Regions from separate parts of the Rattus norvegicus genome. Here region 2 is linked to region 1. A link is a contact called in public Hi-C data. All regions are on one chromosome and are shown on one strand. Each heading gives the region's core, a stretch centred on a gene start, on an enhancer-like site or on the middle of the called end of the contact. The rest is flanking DNA. Distances are from core to core; before and after follow the strand shown.

Evidence for each region. A called contact is a pair of places that touch in the nucleus more often than the background predicts.
Region 2: a Hi-C map of the A7r5 cell line shows a contact between it and region 1, with 4 times the contacts expected there. The contact joins two enhancer-like sites. A contact is called at or near these places in 2 of 12 Hi-C or Micro-C datasets (the A7r5 cell line and psoas muscle).

The regions. Positions count from the first base shown.
Region 1 is chr11:39,548,842-39,553,122 of GRCr8, forward strand. No RefSeq gene overlaps it. Among named protein-coding and RNA genes, the nearest start is that of N6amt1, 520 kb to the right of the region's middle. Within about 2 kb of position 1,795, at least 9 of the 93 cell types and tissues checked have an H3K27ac peak or open chromatin away from gene starts, as enhancers often do. A contact at or near this core is called in the A7r5 cell line, where this site is marked.
Region 2 is chr11:39,717,773-39,721,953 of GRCr8, forward strand. It overlaps the pseudogene LOC134480964. Among named protein-coding and RNA genes, the nearest start is that of N6amt1, 350 kb to the right of the region's middle. Within about 2 kb of position 1,804, at least 10 of the 93 cell types and tissues checked have an H3K27ac peak or open chromatin away from gene starts, as enhancers often do. A contact at or near this core is called in the A7r5 cell line, where this site is marked.

The DNA of each region.
Region 1 (4,281 bases), core at 545-3,044:
TCTGTAAGGTGAAAACCAGCACAATAGGATTACTCTAATGTGTATTCTTTGCTCACTCCACAAAACTCGGAGAGCATGTAGCATGTCTCCAACTGTTCTTAGTTCATGATAGCTACTTTTTAGCAACTTGTCTAAACGTTGAGTACACTAAGAGTCAAATGGTTCTGAAAAGTCATTCTGCCACCTTGCGTTGATTCTGTATTGTCAGGGCAGCTTTGTGCTTCTGGGAAAATCACCAGAAATTTTCTGCCAACAGGAAAACCGTAACTCTGAATCAGAATTCTAGAATCATCCTGGGCTCGTTCCCCCTTCCCCCCCATTCTGTATTATTATTTCCAAGTTTTCACGAGCCAATCACAGATACTTGTAGCTCAATTGATCCTTATGCCAGAGTAAGGATTCGTTTCTCAGTGTTTTTATGAAGATTTTGAAAGACAAACAACAAAACTTTAATTGAAACCATATGTGACTCTGTAAAAAAAAAGTTTTCTTACATATTCTTAATCGAATGACTAATTGATACATGAAAGCATACATACTGTATTTTGCCACATTTTAATAAAATAAAAACAAAGGAAAAGCAAGATAATATTTTTAAATCTTTTGTGTAACTGGTGAAAAACCAGTGTGTGTGTGTGTGTGTGTGTGTGTGTGTGTGTGTGTGTGTGTGTGTGTGTTGAACTCAGAAAATTAGGAAAAGCAAAACTCCAAACTTCCCTAAAATAGAAGAAAAAGTAAAATAACCCAATAATAACAATAGATTGCCACGAACCTAGTTGACCATCACCACCTAGCACCACAATCCTACTGCACTTGTGAGAACACAATATGTACCCCCAAGGTTGACTCGGGGCATCTTCACAACAGTTGACCTCACTTTCTTTAGTCACATCTTTCCTTGATATTCGGGCTGCTGGACTTTTTGTATCATTCTGTTCCCTACTACTGAATCTTGAAGGTCGTGGAAGAAATACATCAGAAATGTATAGATATGGCAGTTGGGGTGGTAAGGAGAAGGTGGTTATTGTACTAGTCAGACTCTTAAAGGGCCCACTCCCTCTGCTTCCACAAGGACTTTTAACTTACCACAAAGCAACTGATTTTGTGACTACATCCTTCTGAGGAAATGGCCAATGTGAACGGTGTGCTACTGCCATCTTGTGTCCAAGAAGAGCCCCTCTGTTCCTGTGGAGTGCTAGTTGGAGTGAAAAATTGAGAAAAGTTCTGAAACTAGCCTTCGAGCTTCTGCAGTAGCATTTAGGAGGGAGACCTCCACTTCAGGCTGTGGTCCCCATGAAGAAGCAGTTAAACTCCAGAACACATGACATTCTTGAAGTCACCACTGTGTCCATGATTTAACCTGTTCCCCATGGACTTTTACTCTGAGACGATTCTTTTACAGTTTCAAGCAGAAATTGGAAGTCAGAGAAAGTGACAGACGAAGGCAAGAGAATATCACTAATCATTAGAAACTACATGGAATTTTCAAATTTTAGAGCCATAACATTTTCTCTAAGTTTTAGTGCATTATTCACCCAATAAAGTCAACGCTTCAAAAACTTTCTGCTTGGGGTGCTTAGATTTAGAAAAAAGCTTAAAGCCATAAACACTTTTAAAATGCTTTGATTCGTTACATGAAATCAAAAGTATTTTCGGCATGTTGTTAAATGTCAGGCATGTTGCTGAGGGGATTTCCCTATTGTACATAAATATTCAAAAGGTGACTTTAGTTCTTAGCTATTCTCAAAATCTAAGCAGCGTAAGAACAGTCACGGATATTAGAAAGAGCATCGGAATGTCCCAGCGTTAATCTGCCAACCCAGCATGAACTTTCGGTATCCTCGAAATGCTAAGTACATGAGAGAGAATTCCTCCACTCTGGAGAAATAAACGTGTCCCAAATCTCAGTAGAGAGACAAAGTATTACACTACTCTGTCACTCAGTACTGAGTCCACAAAATTATATCAGCTATAGAAGCAACACCAGATATTATGGAGTGTGTCCAGTCATACCGTGAATTCTGTGCCTGAAGGTTTCTGAGGTAATCTTTTGGCAGAAAAGGGATTTTGAGAACTGGTCTTGGCTTTGCATTTGAGATCACGGACTGTGATAGGTGTTTTCAGGGCAGGCACCGCCCACTGCTAGATACATCTGCCTGGCTGCAAGCTGCTCGTCTTCAGAGGGAGAACTGGGTCTCTATTATCATCACTTCCATTATCTGAATCAATCTATTCTTGCTTTTAGATTTTGATCCTACAGTCAGTCTCCTATTAGACAGGCTTTGCCAACACATCCATACAATGTGATGTTAATATAAAATGGAGCTTCTGATAATACAAAATGAGCGGATTTCCAGGCTAACCGTGACCCATTGATCCTTCCCCTAACAAACACGTCTGAGGTCAGGGCCCTTGTACCTGTGCAAGTCCTTGCCAGTAAGAAGGCTAACAGGCTGAGCCGGCATAGACGTTAGGCTGCATTGTTCTAGGCTTGCCCATCTGATATTCCTGACTCAAAGGAAGAGCTGCAGGAACTGATATAATTTTGGAGAGCCGTACTTCCTTCCACTTCATGGTTCTTGACCAATGAAAACAAAGCAGCACCGCCACCACCAGATTTGCTTAGAAATCATTAAAACAGACTAAGTATATAAAACTTTTCTTGCGGACATTACCAGCACATTACCCCCCAACAAGTCTACCCATCTCTGTGAAGTCAGTAAATCTCCTGCAGCACTCAGATGTCGACAGTGGATTCCATTACTTTTTTTTTTTGATATTTTTTATTTACATTTCAAATGTTATGCCCTTTCCCAATTTCCCGTCCACAAGCCCCCTATCGCATTCCCCTCCTCATTCTTTTATAAGGGTGTTCCCCTCCCCAATCACCCCCTTCCTGCCTCCCTGCCCTGACATTCCCCTATACTGGGCGGTTCCAGCCATGGCAGGACCAAAGGCTTCTCCTCCCATTGGTGCCCAACAAGGTCATCTTCTGCTGTATATGCAGCTGGAGCCATGGGTCTGTCCATGAGTGCTCCTTGGGTAGTGGTTTAGTCCCTGGAAACTCTGGTTGGTTGGTATTGTTGTTCTTATGGGGTTATAAGCCCCTTCAGCTCCTTCAATCCTTTCTCTAACTCCTCCCATTCTCAATTCAGTGGTTTGCTGCTAGCATTCACCTCTGTATTTGTCACGCTCTGGCTGAGCCTCTCAGGAGACGCCATATCAGGCTCCTGTCAGCATGCACGTCTTGGTTTCATCAATATTGTCTGGTTTTGGTGGCTGTATGTGTATGGGCTGGATCCCCAGGTGGGGCAGACTCTGAATGGCCATTCCTTCAATCTGTGATCCAAACTTTGTACCCATATCTCCTACTATGAGTATTTTCCCCCTTTTAACAAAGACTGAAGCATCCACACTTTGGTTGTCCTACTTTCTTGAGCTTCCTGTGGTCTGTGGATTGTATCTTGGATAATTCGAGCTTTGGGGCTAATATCCACTTATCAGTGACTGCATAATTGCACACCCTGTGTTTTGTTCTGTGATTGGATTTCCTCATTCAGGATTCCATTACTTTGGAAGCTTTAAAAATGCAGCCATGGTTTATTATACTGACATTGAAATGCCCCATATTGCTGCATGATCTTCAAGAACAGAATTTAGAAGTGTTAGATATTCCTTTAGAACTTTTAGACCCAAAGTTTCTCTCTCTCTCTCTCTCTCTCTCTCTCTCTCTCTCTCTCTCTCTCTCTCTCTCTCTTTTTAACACACACACAAATACTTTCCTATCTATGAATACCATAATGAAATTATGGTAATGAAATATGTAAACATGTAAAATAAAAAGAGGTTTTGAAATCCATAACAGTGGAAACTCTAACTGCTATAAAACAATACTACTGAGGTGGTTGATTCTGACTCCTGAAAATGACCAGAAGCATCAGGTTTTTTTGTTTTGTTTTGTTGCCTATTCATTATCCATATTATATGTTGCCATGGCTGGTCTTGGTTGTCAACTTTGGATAAAATTGAATTTATTAACAGGATAGTTTTGTAGAAAGTTAGACCACCGTGTGGCAGCACAGGTGCTGTTGAAACCTACACTAAGACTAGGAGGAGGCTCAAGGGTCACTGAGGTCATCACTTTCAAAAAATAAATATGGGTTTTGGGAGACTGGGTTGATTTGAATGCATGCACTAGACCCTTGAGCCCTTTGCCTGGTTTGAAAAATGACTGTTGGGCACACTCTAGATTCAAACCCATCAATTTGTCTACTAAGGCCC
Region 2 (4,181 bases), core at 554-3,053, 170 kb after region 1:
CTGTTTTGGGATGATTGAGAAGTATCTTCTGTTGCCTGAGATGCCCCTCCCCTATTATGATGGTGTTGTGCAATCAAGGGACACCCAACAGTAGTGCCACTTTGCATTCCCACCGGACCATTGTACCTCCCAGAGAGCCATCCCCGTCAAGGTGAGCGGTCCCTTTCATGTATGTTTCTTTTCCCCAGTGTGGATGTCTACAGTGCAGAAAGGCTTTAGCCTACCAATAGATTTGAACTATTTCCCCTGCACAAGGCTGTGTATATCCTGCCGAGCTGAGGCATTATATTCTCTACTGTGTACAATAAAGAAGATTGCTTTCCTTTAAAAAAAAAGTGAGTCCTTATTGATGAAGACAGTATACACTTGAGCCACAGAACATGGATAACCCAAGCTGGTGTTAGCATGGCTGCTTCATCTGCACTGGCTCACCTCAGAGTGTGGGGAAGTAGCCATATAAGCTGTTGGAAGACAAACGTAATGATTGATCTAGTCCAGTTGTAAATTTTCTGGGCGAGATAAGCTCACTGGTGTGATGGTGGTGGGAAAGCACTGGGAGTGATCGGTTGCTTTCTGATTGTATTAAAGACACCATTCCACAAAACAGAGCTCATACCTGGCACAGTTACTGAGGGCACAAACCTGTGGCTATATAGGTCATGGGACTGAGGAAGAACTTACTAATATTATTCTGCTTATGGGGCCTCACCCCTGACTACAGTTTTTAATGCTCATAGATTAGTTCATCTCTCAACTCTCATCAGGGAAGCTTCTTTTATCAATATGTGGAACTGGGCAACATTCAGAGAAAATGGAATATCTATATCACATAGTCCTCCAAAGAATCGGGGATCCTCTCAAAAGAGGAGGCTGCAAGATTGTAAGAGGCGGAAGCAGTAGATGACTACAAAACGGTGTTTCTAGACAGAAAAGGGTAATTGTGTGCATGACTTCACGGTGGTTGTGACAGCATTAGGTGTCACAGGTGTCATTAGGTGACTGCACTAGGTGAAGACAGAAAAGTCCCAGAACAAAGAAGTGATTGACAAAGGGTAGGAGAAAGACAGACAGACAGACAGACAGACAGACAGACAGGAACAGAGATGAAGACAGAAAGAGCAGAGACAAAGACAGAAAGAGAAAGAGATAGAGAGACAGAGAGATAGAGAGAGACAGAGAGAGAGTTTTCTCTAAGAGCGTGGCTCATGGTAAGTCTAACACACTCCAGTGGGTGACCATTTCCCCAAAAGTATTTAGGCAGCACTAATGGGACTTAGTAGATTTTGACTTTAAAAAAGAAAAAATGCATAAGGACACAAAGTTGTGTGGGCCTGGAATGTGGGGTTCTTCCATAAGATATGGGAGGTGGGTGAACATGGACAATATACAACGTATAGCATCACACAAAAATTAGTTGAAACATTTTTAAAAAATGATATGTCGAGGTAACCGATGTTTCTGCAACTGGTTTTGTTTTATAAATAGGGTTGTAGCTTCTGTTTCCTATCAGATAGCTCATAGAGACATTGCGTATTTTGATATATGTTTTGAATACTTTTATAATGATGTTAATGACCTAAATTTTTGGCACTACCCACACGTAATATTATCGCTTAAGCATTCAAGTATGGCATCATTCGTCCTGGTATTTATACCCCAACCTAATAACTTTATTTGAATGAGATTTCTGAATCTTGAAGCAATCCTTTCCACACATTCTATTTTTAGAAGGAGCCTTGTAGCCTGTGGTGTGTCCATTCCAGTGAATGTGATGAAATGCATAGAAACTTACCAGCAAGAAAGAGGCCTATTAGTCATTCAGTAGTGTTAATCTGTCAGGCATTACCTCATGAGTCATTTAGAGGAAAGGGTAGGGCTTCCTCTTGAATTCATTACAGCGTGAAAGGTAACATTTAGAAGGCAAAGTACACAAATGAGACTGCACCTCTCAGGTGGAGGTGCGTTTCCCATGAGAAAGTGCAGTTTGACTTAAAAAGAGGCAGTATCCTTTTGGTATTTGATCCTAAATAAGTGACTGGGAAATTTCTGAGCTCATTAGTAAATTATTCAGAATAACCAATGGAGAGAAAAGAGCAACACAAATAAAAACTGTAGAAATTAGAAAGAGTGGGAGGAAGAACAGATATACTTAAGGAAATGGTATAAATAGTTTTTCAAATGAACTTAGAATTTTTTTCTAGCTGCATGAAGATCTAATCTTCATGTTTTAACAAACACAAAATAGCTAAAATTAATTATTTCTCTCCTGTCCTTACCTTACATGTCACAAGTTAAAAACTAAGGCCTTCAAAACTAAGGTATGTGTGTGCTTGGTTAAATATTAAGGCACTTTAAATTGAATTTAGTAAAATTGCATTACATCAAATTATGCTTAAGCTAAAACCCCTTCCTTTCTTTCAAATATTAAAACTTAAAAGAAGAGATGGCCATGAAAAGGTTATAAAAAATATGTAATTATCAGCGCCCCTGAGCAATTGCTGCCCCTCAATTTCCTCAATGTGAATGCAGCATTCCACAAACCCTTACATGTCTGACAGGTTGTCCTGAGAATCAGTTGAAACGATGTATGTGACAGCACTCAAAATCTCAGCTAACGTCATTGACCGTAAGGAATAACTGAAAGGATTTGAAGTTATTTAGCCTGAAAATGAGAACAGATGAACACACTCAATGTCATCAAACACTTCAAGGCTGAACCACAGAAATGGTTCTGGATACACAATACAACTGTCTGTGTACACACACACACACACACAGAGAGAGAGAGAGAGACAGAGAGACAGAGAGACAGAGAGACAGAGACAGAGAGAGCTGCACACACAATGACCAACAGCTGCTATAAATGACAGAAAACACACTTTAATCTCACTAAAGGATATTTCTAGTAGACCTTTTGGAAACTTTGAGTCTCCAACACTAGAAATATCCAGGCATGAGTTAGAAGGCACCATTATTATGCTGGTGAGGCTAAGGAGAAAGTTCATGCGTTAAATTGGCAACTGAGCCGTAGGAGCTACACGATTTCTGCCATAGTCAAAAATATTGTATATGAAAACATCCAGTTTATATTTTCCATTCTGTCTCCTTAAATATCAAAAGTTCCCTAAGTAGGCTTTCAAAGTACTACAAGGACAACAGTCTGAACTTTTCATCACCTCTGCTTCAGGAAGAAAGTAGCAAAACAAAGGGGACAGCAGTGAGCATGACAGGAAATTTAATCGATTCAAGTGAACAGTCACACTGCAGGAAAGGAACCAGGACCTGGACCAGAACCCGTCGCGGTCTCAGTAGCCTCCGCCCTTCCCGCCCTTCCGGAGTGTCCCTCACTCGAGGAGGCTCGACCAGAAGTTGATTCCAAGCGCCCTCCTCCTGCCCGCCATGGCTGCGCCTCGCGCACCCCGCGCTCTGACCTCTGCCTCGCCTGGGTCTGGGAAAGCCAACTGACACACCCAGGGAAGGCGATCCTAGCAGGTGGCCTGGCTGGAGGCATCGAAATCTGCATCACCTTCCCGACTGAATACGTGAAGACTCAACTGCAGCTAGATGAAAGCTCGAGTCCGCCTCGGTACCGGGGCATCTGGGACTGCGTGCGACGAACTGTCGGCTGCCATCCTGGGCCTGTACCGAGGCTGCATCCTGGGCCTGTACCGCGGCCTCAGCTCCTTGCTTTATGGCTCCATCCCCAAGGCGGCTGTCAGGTTTGAGATGTTCGAGTTCCTCAGCAACAACATGAAGGCAGAAGCAGTGATAGCCATGTGCCCCATGGGGACCATCAAGGTGAAATTCAGCCATGACCAGACTTCCTCTAACCCCAAGTACGGAGGATTTTTCCACGGGGTTAGAGAGATTATTCTGGAACAAGGGCTAAAGGAGACATACCAAGGCCTCACAGCTACTGTACTAAAGCAGGGCTCAAACCAACCCATCCGATTCTTCGTCGCGACCTCCCTACGCAACTGGTACCAAGGAGACAACCACAACAAACCTATGAACCCACTGATCACGGGGATCTTTGGAGCTGTTGCGGGTGCTGCCAGTGTCTTTGGAAACACATCCTTGGATGTGATCCAGACTAGGATACAGGGCCTGGAGGCACACAAATACGGGAACACGCTGGACTGTGGCATGCAGATCCTGAAGAATGAGGGCCCAAGGCATTC